Linked DNA regions of Mus musculus: region 1 is linked to region 2. Evidence: chromatin contacts called from public Hi-C data. All regions are on one chromosome and are shown on one strand. The core of a region is the stretch at or near the end of the contact, and the rest is flanking DNA. Distances in the headings are between cores, read along the strand shown.

Region 1 (6,674 bases), core at 841-3,340, 150 kb after region 2:
ATTGTCCATTGTTATAATCTGTCTGTGTTGCTTTGTTCACCTAGCCCTATCTTATCTCAAAAAATTCTCACTGATCTCCAAGAAACAAGCTGTCAAAGTACAAAGGGCTTTCAGCTCCCCACTCTCAGACCCCACATTCCCTCCAAATGGACTTTCTAGAAGTGACTCTCTTCTGCCTTCATTTCCAGTCTGTTCAAATATCCACCCTCAATGTTTCTTTGCTCAGTCATGGTCTCATCTGAGCAGCCGACAATCTAAACACAGCACTGACCACATACCGATCACTGACAGTTCTGTTAATGTCTGTTGGAGGATAATTGATCCTGTGGGTGGCTTTTTTTGTATAAAACAATCATACGAGCCCATGTCCTTGATCTGAACATTGTGAAGTCGTAGAGTCCAGTTGTTCCTGTCAAAGCTCGTGCGGCCCAGGTACTTGGCATTCACACTATCAAGTTTCTCTGTGCCCAAATAGTGCTCGTACAGAACCAACTTTTGCTGGTCCTGCCAAAATACTACCAGCTCACTCAGGCTTATGTTTTGAGCCTTTGTAAATGGGCACGGCAGATATGCAGTCCCATTGAAATAAGCTTGCGTCTCCACGGAAACAGCATCTAAAATAGAAAAACTGAGAATTAGGAAAGAGGAGACAAGAAGAGGAAGATCCCTTGCTCTGAAACAGCACCCAGCTTCCAGCTTGTCAGGCAGTGATAGTACTGGAGAGGTGGGTGCTAGGATCTGGAACCAGGCATCCATGCTGGACGTCTGAAGCTCAGGCTTTCGTTTTGCTCCACTTGGTTCACATGTGCAGGCTGCAAACTTTGTGAATCTGTTTTCTCACCAGATTAAGGAAGTGGTCTGTAGTAATGTTCTAGGATTCTCTCTGTGCTTCTGCGAATTTCAAAACCAGAGCATTGACTACCATCATCATAATTGCTACAGGCCTCCACAACTGCTATGCCATCTGCCTAAACCCTGCCTGCCCCATGCAATCCCTTTATACTTTGGTCTGCTATGTTTTTGGTTTTTTTGGGTTTTTTTGTTTTTTGTTTTTTGTTTTTTTAAAGATTGTTGATGATGGATGGTTCCTCACTTGCTACCACCTTTTATTAGTCTCCATTATTTGGGAGCCCTACTGAGTCACTTCTTTGACATTCAACTAGTTCCTGCCCCCACAGCCTCCACTCCCAGAGCCAGAGAAAAAGGGGGTTTGAAGTGACTCAAGTGTCAAGCAATGTCTCTATTCTCAGTGACCTCTCTAGAATCTTTCAGGGACCAGAAAGGAAGCTGGGCAAATGTAATGGCTCTTGGGAGATGATAGAGGTCAGGATATTTAAGGAAGATGAGCAAGCTGCTGGGAGAGAACTGTATGTGGGAAGGTGAGGATGAGCCTTGTCATACTGCAGAAACCCTGAAGAAACCAATGGCTACTCCTGGGCTGCAGTGCCCTGGAAACTTTTAGAACCCAAAGGGAGCAATGATGGAAAAGTTCAGAGAGAGGACGCACTGGCATAAGCCAGCTTATGGGACTTTTTCTAGGCCACAGAATTGCTGGAGACTCAGCAAAGAAAATAAATAGAGGGAGATGAGAGGCGAGAGGTGAAAGGTGAAAGGTGAAAGGTGAGGTGGGTGTGCCTTTTAAAGGCTCATATGAAGCTGGAGGCTGCAATGGGGAGAAGAATGGAGGAGAGTCTTCATAAAAACAGCTCGTCCTTCGGGACTTCAGGAAGGGAGGGAAGGGAGGGCCAGTGATGGGTGAGGGAGATGAGGAGTCCCACTCACAGTGGTGGTGAGTCAGAAGTTAAACTGACCTGACCAATTAGCCTCCCTTTAAACAGGAAATAGTATAGGCAGGTACGATGGCATGGACTTGGCAAAGCAGAACACCCCATGAGAACCTACAATCAAGGGGTCTCAGAGGATACTCCAGACATCCGTGAAGGACACATGCATGTCTGCATCAGAGGGAAGAGGGAGATCACTGAGTTCCCACAATACCAAAAAATTGACCTAAGAAAAATTTATTGTATTTGGCTTTTTGTTCCACCTCTGCTAATCTCTTAAGTGAGAGGCAAGAGTGCCACCTACTGTAAATGTTCGAAGTTTGGTGAGGACTGGTGGACTGTGCGGAGGGCAGGACATATTCTGGTTTGGCTCTAACTTATTGTGATTCTGGGCAAATGATTTCTGATGGAGAAACCAAGCAGGCAGCTGAAGCAAAGCACTGGCCAGCTATTGGTTGGTGTGTTCTTATATTGCCCAGTTTTTAGTTGCACTTCCTGGGTCTAGAAGTGAACTCACTCTGAGATTCTTACATCCGCTCAACACACAGACTCTTTTTCTTCTGTGGAGACCCAGAGTACCCAATCTCCTTTCCATTCACTCCCTCTCCAACTTCTCTGACCCAGTCCCCCTCTCCCACAAAGTAACAGGGACTTCATCTTCCCTCAGTTCCCTCTTTACCTACCAATAAAAAGTAGACCAAAGCCTTTGGCCTCACCTGAGGGCTGGTCAGAAACACAGACTCTCTGGTTCCACACAAGATCTGAATCAGAACCTGCATTTTACCATGAACTTCTATTTGGGAAGCTGAGGGGATCAGAGCTGATAACCAGCCACATACACTTCTACCTCTCCAGTCCCCTTCTCCTCCCCACGGGGCGAGAAACTACTCTGTAGCCATTCTGAATGGAACTGAAAGTATTTCACATTCCACATGCTTGGTTTGTCATCAGACCCTGATTGTCTTGATTGTACTCTGAACCAAGCAGACATATCTTAGCTGTGACCATATCGGGAAGATTTGACTCAAGGTCTGTTCTTTCCCAGTGCCTTCAGGCCTCCACTGTTATGGTCCCCAGAACTTGGGGCCTCAAAGCAAGTGAACTCCCTAGAATTCCATTGGTGGAAAGCACTGAGAAATCCTCCCTCTTCTAACATGTGGGTTAAAGAAATGCTTTAGACTTAGCTATGACTGATTGTTATGATGCAGCCAGGAGCCAAGGACACAAGAATTCAGCCACATATCTCCCCACTCAGGAACCAGTGATCAAGAATACTGAAGGACCTCTGCAGACAGAAACCCCTGGAGTGTCCCACTTTGTGAGTCTATGACCTCACCAGAATATCAGTCTTCCCTGGTCGGTTACCCCAAACTCATCATCTCTTCTGCATTTTCTTTGCTTGTTACACTCCAAGGTTCTTGTTCTTTCTGTAAACTTCGCCCAAAGCCTTTCTAGGCCCGCTGAAAGTCCCGTTCCATTGTACTAGATCCCACTATAGCTGATCCTCTTCAATAAATATTACCCTCTATGTCCTTTCCATGGAATCTAGTTCTACCCAAAGGACTCCATGTGGCCCACAAGACACTCCTGGCTTCCTCAGCAAGGGCTTTGAGGAGCACCTCTCCACTCAGAGGTGTCTCCTATCTCATGGTTATGAAGTACTAACTATTGGTCACTGTGTCCTCATTCAAGGAGGATTTCGGCATTATATTCAAGGCTCTTCTCTCTAACCAATACTCAACATAACCACCAAGATAATGTAACAGTTTATTCATCAATAACAAGTCTGCCAACAACCTTGTGTCAAAGTTCCTTACTTTATCTACCACAGAGACCTTCACCCACAGACCTGCTCAGCAACCCTCCATTTCCCATGGCACAATCCTGAGCAGTGTCCCAGAGGGCTTAATACCTCAGATCTGACCCCCAGTGTTTACTCTCATTTTCTTCATAGCTGTTCTTCAACTTTGTTGAGATGTTAGCTCTCTTAGACCCCAGTCTTTGATTTCACAGTATTATTCCTCCGAAAGAATACTTTGAGAGGAGAGAATTCTTCTCTGGTTTTGCACAATGTGAATCCTCAACAAGTAGTAACTGTGACCAAGAAACTGGATCATTTTTTACAGTGCTGGAGAGGGAAATTGAATTTTTTTTCATCTTGTTTAATCTTAATTAATTAAAACTTAATGAGTCACATATGGATAGTGGCTATTATACTGGACAGCACACACACACACACACACACACACACACACAAAATAAATCCATAATACAGCTTTTTAACCATTTCTCACCAGTAAAAAGCCACTAAATATATCTCTTGGCCCTGGTAGAAGTTATGCTAAAGAAACTTTTTTCGAATCTACAGATCTGATCTTACAGCTGGGTGGGTAAGTACCCTTACAGGAAATAATCTCACTGAACAGATAGGTAACATTTGAAATTTGTGATAGTCTACTTCTCTAAACACAGCCTCCAGGCTCATCATCCTGTCTCAACAGGTCCCCTCTGCCCTTGCTTTTCTTTTCTGTTCGATTCCCTAGTGAGCAGAGACAGCTTTCTCCCCCTACACGGCTCACTCCTGTCTCTCCTGAAGCTTTTCTGACAAAAGGTGTTACCAGTTTTCATCAAGAAAGCTCTGTGCTCTTTTGGACCTCACCCCATCTGGCCATTGTACCAAAAGTAACATGGCTTTAAACTCCAGTTTACTTGGAATTAACTTCCTCAGTCTGACTTCCTGGTCCATGTGTCTGTTTACTCTGGGATTTATTCTGTATGCCCACTGATTGAACTCTCAGGGATAAGCTACAAGGTGCGTATCTCCAGTCCATAGCCATTAGTCAAGTCCCAGGCACCATATCCGATGGCTTGTTGGATGTTTTCAAGTAGATAGCAAGAGATACACTCTATTTCCTCTTAAATCTGAAAAGGCCCCAAGACAGCAGCTGAACTAATGGCTCTTTGAGTAGATTAAGTTTGAATTGTTAGTTTACCCCAGGTACTTGATTTAGTGTTGGTAGACAATGACAAGAGATAGAGCTAAAAGGAGACCCATGAATGCTATTTTCATGTACCACCCAAGCCAGAACCTACAGAATCTGGGGGAAGAGAGTCCGCCTCTCCACAACACAAGAATCTGAAGCTGTTTAATGTACGTCTTTAAGTGAAGGAAGACTCTCCCACTCCAGGGTTATTGTTGACCAGTGGTGTTGGTCAGGCGAAATAAGAACCCTAAAACCTGGAGATTCAGACAAGAAGAGAACAACTGCCAGATGTCCAACTGGACTAAGCATGGTGGATGCACCTATGGTCATAGCTACTCTAAGGCCAGTCTGGAGCATTCCCAGAGTGAAGGGCCCATGAGATGGCCTAGAAGGTTGTTGTGCAAGCCTGATAAGCCGAGTTTAACCCTCAGGACCCACTTAAAGGTGGAAGAAGAGAACAGACCCCACAGGGTTGTCCTTTGCCAGCCACACTGGTAGCAATTGATCAGGGGCATAACAATGGTATCTAATTTCCAGGCAAAGCATGTGGGAGGTGTAGGGGGCAGGGCAAAACTATTTTGCTCTATGTCTTATGTGTTATCTTAAGTTATCAGCCTTGTAATTCCCCCCCTCCCCCCGTGGATTATTAGTGCCAACTGTGTCTCCTTTCTCTCTTTGGATGCCTGCCCTGGGGTAGGTCTCTACTCCATAGCTCAAGAAGAGGCAGATTCAAATTAGATATATTTTCCATGTTAAAAAAAAGGTGGCTTTTAATTTAATAATACACTCTAAGGCCATTTAGTGTTGTTCATAAGCGCACCTGTGTGGGTCATCTACTAGGCATAGGTACCAATGTCCCCACCCCAAGAAAAGAATTTCTCCCTGTGGTTATCTTGTGCAGATAACCACAGCTTCTGAGAATTTGCATGTGAAACAGCTATGTCCTGCCCAGTGGCCAGTGGTCACAGAACTCCTCCCCATCCTCTGGCTCTTAAATTCTTTCTTCCCCTCTTGTCTCCAGTAATGTTTGCTGAGCCTCTGGGATTAGGGTTGTGGACATAGCAGTTCCATGTATGTGTGTTCAAAGTTGAGAGGCAGATGGGGGGTGGGTTTTTTTTGTGTGGGAATGAGAGGTTGGAGGGGGAAAAATGGGATGGATATAACCAAGATATATTTGTATGCATGTTTGAAACTAAAAAATAAGCTAAAGAAGCATATTTATCAATGATTATACATGATTAAGAGTAAAAAAAAAAATGAAAGGTTAGAAATAGATGCTGACTGTTTTATCATTGCGTTTATTGATGAGTGAAGTATTGGCAGCTTCATTTTCTGGCGGTTGAAGCAGATTGCCTGCCATCTTTATATCTGTTCGTCCCAAGCTATATCCTCTTCCCATACATCCCCTTGCTACAATGAAACCTACTCAGTTTTCACTCAAGATATTTTTTTCTTATGGTTTCAATATCATCGACCCCCTTTTCCGGAGCTAGGAGTTTCCACATGGTTTCAGAGCAGGTCAAAAGAGAAGTGGCACCTGTCCTTGGTTTTGATGGGTTTCTCAGCTCTATCTACTCACTTTCAAAGGGCTGAGCCTGAAAGTTTGGGGACAGGAAAGGTGTCTCAGTCAAGCTGTTACTGAATTATTTGTTTCCAGGACATTTCTCTCCCAGATCATAAAAGCTAAACTTGCCATTCTAACCTGTAGTGCTAAGGCCTAAGGTTTAAGGACAGCTGGGGTGTGGCTTAAGATAAAAGCAGGAAGTGGAAGGAGGCCACACAAGGAGGGGCCAAGCTGAAGCAAAGCTGAGTCATTCAGAAGCAGAGCCACTTGTCATTGCCTCAGGAGGAAGAGCTAGGAGGAATAGCCTGGTAACGCGCATCCATGACCTTCAGCCTGCACTGC
Region 2 (6,783 bases), core at 1,590-4,089:
ACAAAGGACTGCCATCAGCTCTGCCCCTGACTGATAGAAGAACATAACCAAAGGTGTCTTTTTGCCCATCGCCAGGGGGTGACAGTGCAGATTTTAACTGTATTTTAACTTAAAACACTGATTGAACATTTTAAACATTAAACTATTAATTATTATTTGAACCCAGGCACAGAAACTCAAACTTTTTTTTTAGATATATTTACTTTATTATCTTATGTGTATATGTGTTTTGCCTATACGTGCATATATATATATGCACGCTACATATGCACTCAGCTCTGCAGAGATGGGAGGAGGGTGTCGGAGTTCCTGGAACTGGAGTTCCAGATGAGGTGTTTGCACTGGGGTGTTTGCACGTCCTTAAAAGCTGAGCCAACTCTCCAGCCCAGTGTGCCACCACATCTGGCTGTTGTTTTAATACAAATAGAAATCAGATATTTTAAAAAGCTTAGAAAGAAACTTGTGTCTATGTGTCTTATATTTTTTAACCAATTCTTAATCTTAGACTAATTAGAATGTTTATCCTTTATTCCCTGTTATAGCTTCTTATAGATATGTTAGTAAGAAGGAGGTGGCTTAGCTCTGGGCCTTTAGAGTTGATGACTAACTTCTTGTGCTGTCTGTCTCCTGTGGTGTATGGGATGTTGACATATAGGTAATAGTGGTCCTGATTGCCTTTATCACTTGTCCATAAGTTTCCATTTTTTATTTTTAGAGTTTCATTTCTATCTGTTTTGTTGGCAAAATCAAGAAATGAAATCTATGGGTTGCTGAGAGCAAAAATCCCCCCTCTACCAAACTGGGCTTCATCTAGAGGGAAACCGTTTCCCTTGGTTCAGAGAGTGACGTCATCCTATGCTGTGAGTTTTCTAACTGGAAATGCACTAAAGCTAGTTTACATTTGCCAAAATCTGAACTACTGCAATTAATTTTTTTCTTTCTCTCTTTCTCTCTTGTTCTTCTTATTCTTCCTCTTCTTCCTCCTCCTCCTCTTCTTCTTCTTCTTCTTCTTCTTCTTCTTCTTCTTCTTCTTCTTCTTCTTCTTCTTCTTCTTCTTCTTCTTCTGGTGGGGGAAGGACTGGTGTTAGAACTTAGATGTACTAGGCAGGCTCTCTACCACTGAACTATGTCACCAACAATACTATTAATTTTATTTACTAATTTTTTACTCTGTTGGGGATGCAATTAATTTTAGAAAGAAAACTCTGTAGAAGGAATTTAAAACTAAAATGTAAAATTTGGAATAAGAGTTTAATAAGTACCTATGAATAGTTTTAGAAACAAATTCCCTTAGCTTTTTAAAAATTTAACTTTTTAAGTTTTCATATAAGTCTATTTTATATGTTTCATATTCCACAGTTTTTTTTTCTTAAGATTTATTTTATTTTCATTTGTGTGCGTGTGTGCACATGGGTGTCTGAGAAGGCCAGAAGAGGGTGTCAGCTGCCCTGGAGCTTGAGTTACGGTGATTGTAACCTGCCAGACACTTGTGATGGGAACTAAACCCTGGTCCTCTGTAAGAGTCATAGACCTCCTAACCTCTGACCTCCTAACCTCTGACCTCCTAACCTCTGACCTCCTAACCTCTGACCTCCTAACCTCTGAGCCACTCCTCCATTCCCTTCTCTCTAGTTTTTATTGTAGAATTTCCAAACACCCAGGCAGACTATGCAACAAAGACCACTGAACCACCGTGTAGATCAAACAATTATTAATTTCTGTGATATATATTTTAGTATTTATTCAGCTCTTTCTGAAACTGTTCATCATGCATTTCTTAAGGACAAAGCCATTCTTCCACACAATCAGTTTTCTGAAACCATGAGAGAATTCACGACACTTCCTAAACTTCTTATAAAACTCTGTTTATGGGCTGGAGTGTTGGCTCAGCCATTAAGCGCACTGGCTGCTCTTTCAGAGGACACAGGTTCAATTCCCAGCACCCTCATAGCGGCTCACAACTCTCTAATTCTCTAACATGCTATCTATAACCTTCTTATAGTCTCTGAGGGCACTATATACACACACAGTGCACAGACACACATACAGGCAAAAAACCCTATACATAAATTAAAATAAAATATATAAAATCTCAAAAAAAAAACCCTTTTAAGACTGCATTTGCATTTCTAGTACAACAAGCCACATTTGGTGACACTGAGTCCCTTTAGATTCATGTCACCTAGAAATACCTTTTATTTTATTTATTTTTAAAAAAGAAAATTGACAATGCTGGAGATTAAGCCAAGGCATAACACTTGATAGTCAAGTGTGCTACCACTCTAAAATAGTCATAGCCTTAATATGTAATCTTTAAAAAATATTTAATGTGTGTGTGTGTGTGTGTGTGTGTGTGTGCACCTGAGTGCATGATGCGTACCGCATATGTGTGGTGGCCTGAGGAGGTCAGAAAAGGGCATCAAATTCCCTGCACTTAAAGATGTAGATGTGGGGACTAGGAATTAAACACACACACACACACACACACACACACACACACACACACACACACACACACACACGAGCATGTGGTCCATTCCTCTAACTCTGGCACTCAGAGGGTAGGTGATTGTATGTCTCTGTAGGTGTGTATCTCTTCTAAAGGAGGCCTGCCAGTGGCCCTTTAAACTGTGTTGGCATCTTGGATTTATCTGATTTACCTTTGCAGTGTTTAGTTTCGTGACTGCCAGTTCCCAGCAGCATGTGAGGTTTTTCAGAAGTGGCCGTGGTTTGAACCCACAGTCTTTTGGTTTGAACAAATCTTTCATGGCTCAGGAAGACTTGTGACCATACACTGTCAGATCGGGGAACCTCCTCCCACACAGTAGGAAGCCAAGACCCTGAAAGGGTAAGTGTCATGGTTTCCTGTTGTTGCTGTAGTGTGTTACCACAGACCCTGAGACCCAGACCTCACATGACCCGGAAGCATCATTTCACGTATCTGGAGATCTGCTTGATTACATCATAGTGCCGGCAGACTGGAGGCCGGCAAACCAGCCTCGTTCCTGGCTTCCGCTTTCCTTGCTCTATGGCCACTTTCACCTTCAAAGTCTCTCTAATTCTGGCTTTGGCTTCCCTGCCTCCCTCTTTTACGTGAAAGGACTCTGGAGATAACATTGGGCCCACCCAAAGAACCTAGGACACACTTCTGATCTCAGGGTTGTCTGATTAACAACCTAAATTCCACATGCAACCTCATTACTGGCCATTAACATAACAGGCTTTGCGGGCCAGGACATGGACACTATTGGGAGCCATTTTGCAGGCCACTCAGTAATTAGGAGCTCCTTACTAGGACTTTAACACGGCGGTTCTCTCAACCTTTGGGGGTCCACTGACCTGTCGCCTCAGCTCATCAGAAAACACAGGAATTTAGTTACATTACAATTTACAACAGGGGCAAAACTGCAGTTATGACGTAGCAATGAAAATAATGTTGTGATTGGGAGTCAGCACAGCATGACAGACTGTATCAAAGGGTCACAGCGTTAGGAAGGGTGAGATTCTTTAGCACACGGTACTCTCAGGTGCTTGTTTTATACTGGAATTCAGCAAAGGGTGGGAAGAGCTGAGCTCTATCCAAGGCTTAGTGAAAGAGGCATTGCAAGGATCATATGGTAACTTTAAATTTGGACATCCAGGGGGAGACATCTGAAGGACAGCAGTAATCTGTTCACCTAAAGACAGTGGATTTTAAAATATATTTATGTTTATTTCATGTGTGTGAGTATTTGCCTGCATGTATGCCTGTGAATCATGTGGGGGGGGGGGGCATAGAGGCTGGAAGAGGCAGTCAGGTCCTCTGGAAGTGGAGTTACAGATGGTTTTGAGCCACCGTGTGAATGCTGGGAACTGAACGAGGGTCTTCGGGAAGAGCAGCTATCTTTCCAGTCCATTTTTTTGAGACAGGGCTTTACCCTGTAGCCCCTACTGGTCTCGAACTTACATCATCCCCTTTCAGCCCTCTTAGTGCGGGGATTATTGTCCTCTGGGCTGCCATTTATCCCAAAGCTTCCCCTGTGACATATCCTGTTTGCAATGTAGGTTCGATGTAAACACCTCATGTCTTCTTGTTTCAAAGGTTCATGATAGAGCTTTTGTTTTTCCTTCCTCTTTTGCTGTCCCAGAGTTCAACCTGAGCTCTTGCACAAGGTAAGAGGGCATGTTTCCCACTGGACTCACACCTCCAGGGAAGGCACACCTCTAACTGAACTCACACCTCCAGGGAAAGCACACCTCCAACTGGATTCACACCTCCAGGGAGGGCACACCTCCAACTGGACTCACACTTCCAGGGAAGGCACACCTCCAACTGGACTCACACCTCCAGGGAAGGCACACCTCCAACTGGACTCACACTTCCAGGGAAGGCACACCTCCAACTGGACTCACACCTCCGGGGAAGGCACCCCTCCAACTGGACTCACACTTCCAGGGAAGGCACACCTCTAACTGAACTCACACCTCCAGGGAAAGCACACCTCCAACTGGATTCACACCTCCAGGGAGGGCACACCTCCAACTGGACTCACACTTCCAGGGAAGGCACACCTCCAACTGGATTCACACCTCCAGGGAAGGCACCCCTCCAACTGGACTCACACTTCCAGGAAGGTACCCCTCCAACTGGACTCACACTTCCAGGGAAGGCACACCTCCAACTGGACTCACACCTCCGGGGAAGGCACCCCTCCAACTGGACTCACACTTCCAGGGAAGGCACACCTCCAACTGGATTCACACCTCCAGGAAGGCACCCCTCCAACTGGACTCACACTTCCAGGAAGGTACCCCTCCAACTGGACTCACACCTTCAGGGAAGGCACACCTCCAACTGGACTCACACCTCCGGGGAAGGCACCCCTCCAACTGGACTCACACCTCCAGGAAGGCACCCCTCCAACTGGACTCACACCTCCAGGGAGGGCACACCTCCAACTGGACTCACACTTCCAGGGAAGGCACACCTCCAACTGGACTCACACCTCCAGGGAAGGCACACCTCCAACTGGACTCATACCTCCAGTTCCTACTCCATCCTTTCAATCTGTTAGATGTTTTTTATAATGAATACAAAGTGATGCAGCTGTGTGTGGAAATGTGGATCCATCCACTGCAGCATGGGCAATCTACCAGTGTCCACATGCCCTAAGAAAAAGGATTCTCACTCCCCCAGCAGGCACCAACTATCAATTGCTCCTTAGTTACAGATGAGGTTTTGAGGTCCTTATCCATGCTGGAATCTTGGCTGGCTTTATTTGATTTTGTACAGGTCTTATGCAGTTAATCACAGCTTCTGTGAGTCCATTAGTTATCTTTTTAAACACACACACACACACACACACACACACACACACACACACACGGAGGTAGGGAGGGAAAGAAGGTGTGAAAAGCATGCAAATACAGTACTCAGGCATGACAGTTATCTTAGAGTTTCTATTACTGCAACAAAACACCTTGAGCAACTTGGGGAGGAAAGGGTTTGTTCAGATTACACTTCTACATTGCTGTTCACCAGCAACAGAAATCAGAACAGAAATTCAAGCAAGGCAGGAACCTGGAGCCAAGAGCTGATGCAAAGGACATGGAGGGAGCTGCTTATTGGTGTGCTTCTCATGGCTTGCTCCCCTGCTTTCTTATAGGATCCAAGTCTAGCAGTCCAGGCCTGGCACCACCCACAATGGGCTAGGGCATCCCCCATCAAGTACTAGTTAAGAAAATGCCCTCCATCTTGCCTACAACTGGATCTTAAGGGGACATTTTCTCAACTGAGGCTCTCTCCTCCCTATAGCTTGTGTCAGGTTGACATAAAACTAGCTAGCATGGCATTCTCAAGAGAGGAAGAGGAGGGAGAGGGCATGGTGCTGGGAGGGAAACATATTGGTGGGAATCCAGGGATAGTTAATGGGGGATAGGGTGAATATGTTCCCATTATATCACACATGTATGATAGTCTCAAAGAATTCAAAGCAAACTATTATTCAATCTTTTCTCTCTGGTCAACTTCTATGGAAGCTCCATGAACTCTTTTATGGATGTCAGGGGTCTCATCTTGGAGTTTCAATGTATTAGGGGCTTGGTGATAGATAGAGGGACAGCCTCAAGGAAACTTTGCCAAGTTGGACTCAACTCCAACAAATAGCAGTAGAGATTCTAAACCATTGGGTGTGGTATTAGTAGAAAATTACTAAAAGGGAATTTCAAAGTTAAGGCTAAAGTGAGCTGGTAGGATCATTGTTGAGGGCAGATCATGGTGGTCATCATTTGAAGGCGGTTGTATATTGTTCACATAAAACAGCTCCTGTTTCAAAGAGAATAGGGGGTGCCTTATTGCGAGCCACATGAGTGATCATGGCCTGGGAACACAGGTTCAGATGGCTCTGAGTGACATGTTCTGCCATGGAATAGTGACCCGTCCAGCAGGTCCAGTTATTCGAGGATCTCGAGGGGATCTCCTCCTAAGAACCAAATGGGGGGTAGAGAGAGACGAGGGTCTTGTACGAATAACGACACGGAAACCGTTCTGAAGTTGTATCAAGACCCCAATGTATTGAGAAAGGTCCAAGGTTTAAATGCACAAGCAAAGGGGGAAGTACAGATACTTATCAGTGGGAGGGGTAGGGCAATACAAGCAAAAGGGGAAGTAATTATCAGTGGGAGGGGTAGGGCAATACAAGCAAAAGGAGAAGTACTTATGGGAAGGGGGGCAATAGAAATTCTTTCTTTTGGCAGCTACACCGGGAAGCAGGAACTTGGTGGTATCAGGGTGTGGTCAGGACA

The links. Hi-C and Micro-C count contacts between places; a contact is called where the count stands out from the background.
Region 1: a contact with region 2 is called in a Hi-C map of regulatory T cells, with 5 times the contacts expected there. The contact joins two enhancer-like sites. A contact is called at or near these places in 3 of 39 promoter capture datasets (hippocampal neurons and liver), 5 of 15 datasets of contacts at CTCF or cohesin (embryonic stem cells, hippocampal excitatory neurons, pro-B cells and 1 more), 97 of 484 Hi-C or Micro-C datasets (the AML12 cell line, B cells, the Ba/F3 cell line and 46 more), 13 of 115 datasets of contacts at active chromatin or transcription factors (CD8 T cells, Th17 cells, a beta-TC-6 cell line and 8 more) and 1 of 9 other capture datasets (embryonic stem cells).

Annotation. Positions count from the first base shown.
Region 1 is chr16:36,620,426-36,627,099 of GRCm38.p6, forward strand. Cd86 (CD86 antigen) reads right to left here. Exons shown (of 8, transcript NM_019388.3): 3 at 279-614. Among named protein-coding and RNA genes, the nearest start is that of Cd86, 42 kb to the right of the region's middle. Within about 2 kb of position 2,091, at least 4 of the 459 cell types and tissues checked have an H3K27ac peak or open chromatin away from gene starts, as enhancers often do. A contact at or near this core is called in regulatory T cells, where this site is marked.
Region 2 is chr16:36,474,217-36,480,999 of GRCm38.p6, forward strand. No RefSeq gene overlaps it. Among named protein-coding and RNA genes, the nearest start is that of Stfa3, 22 kb to the left of the region's middle. Within about 2 kb of position 2,840, at least 82 of the 459 cell types and tissues checked have an H3K27ac peak or open chromatin away from gene starts, as enhancers often do. A contact at or near this core is called in regulatory T cells, where this site is marked.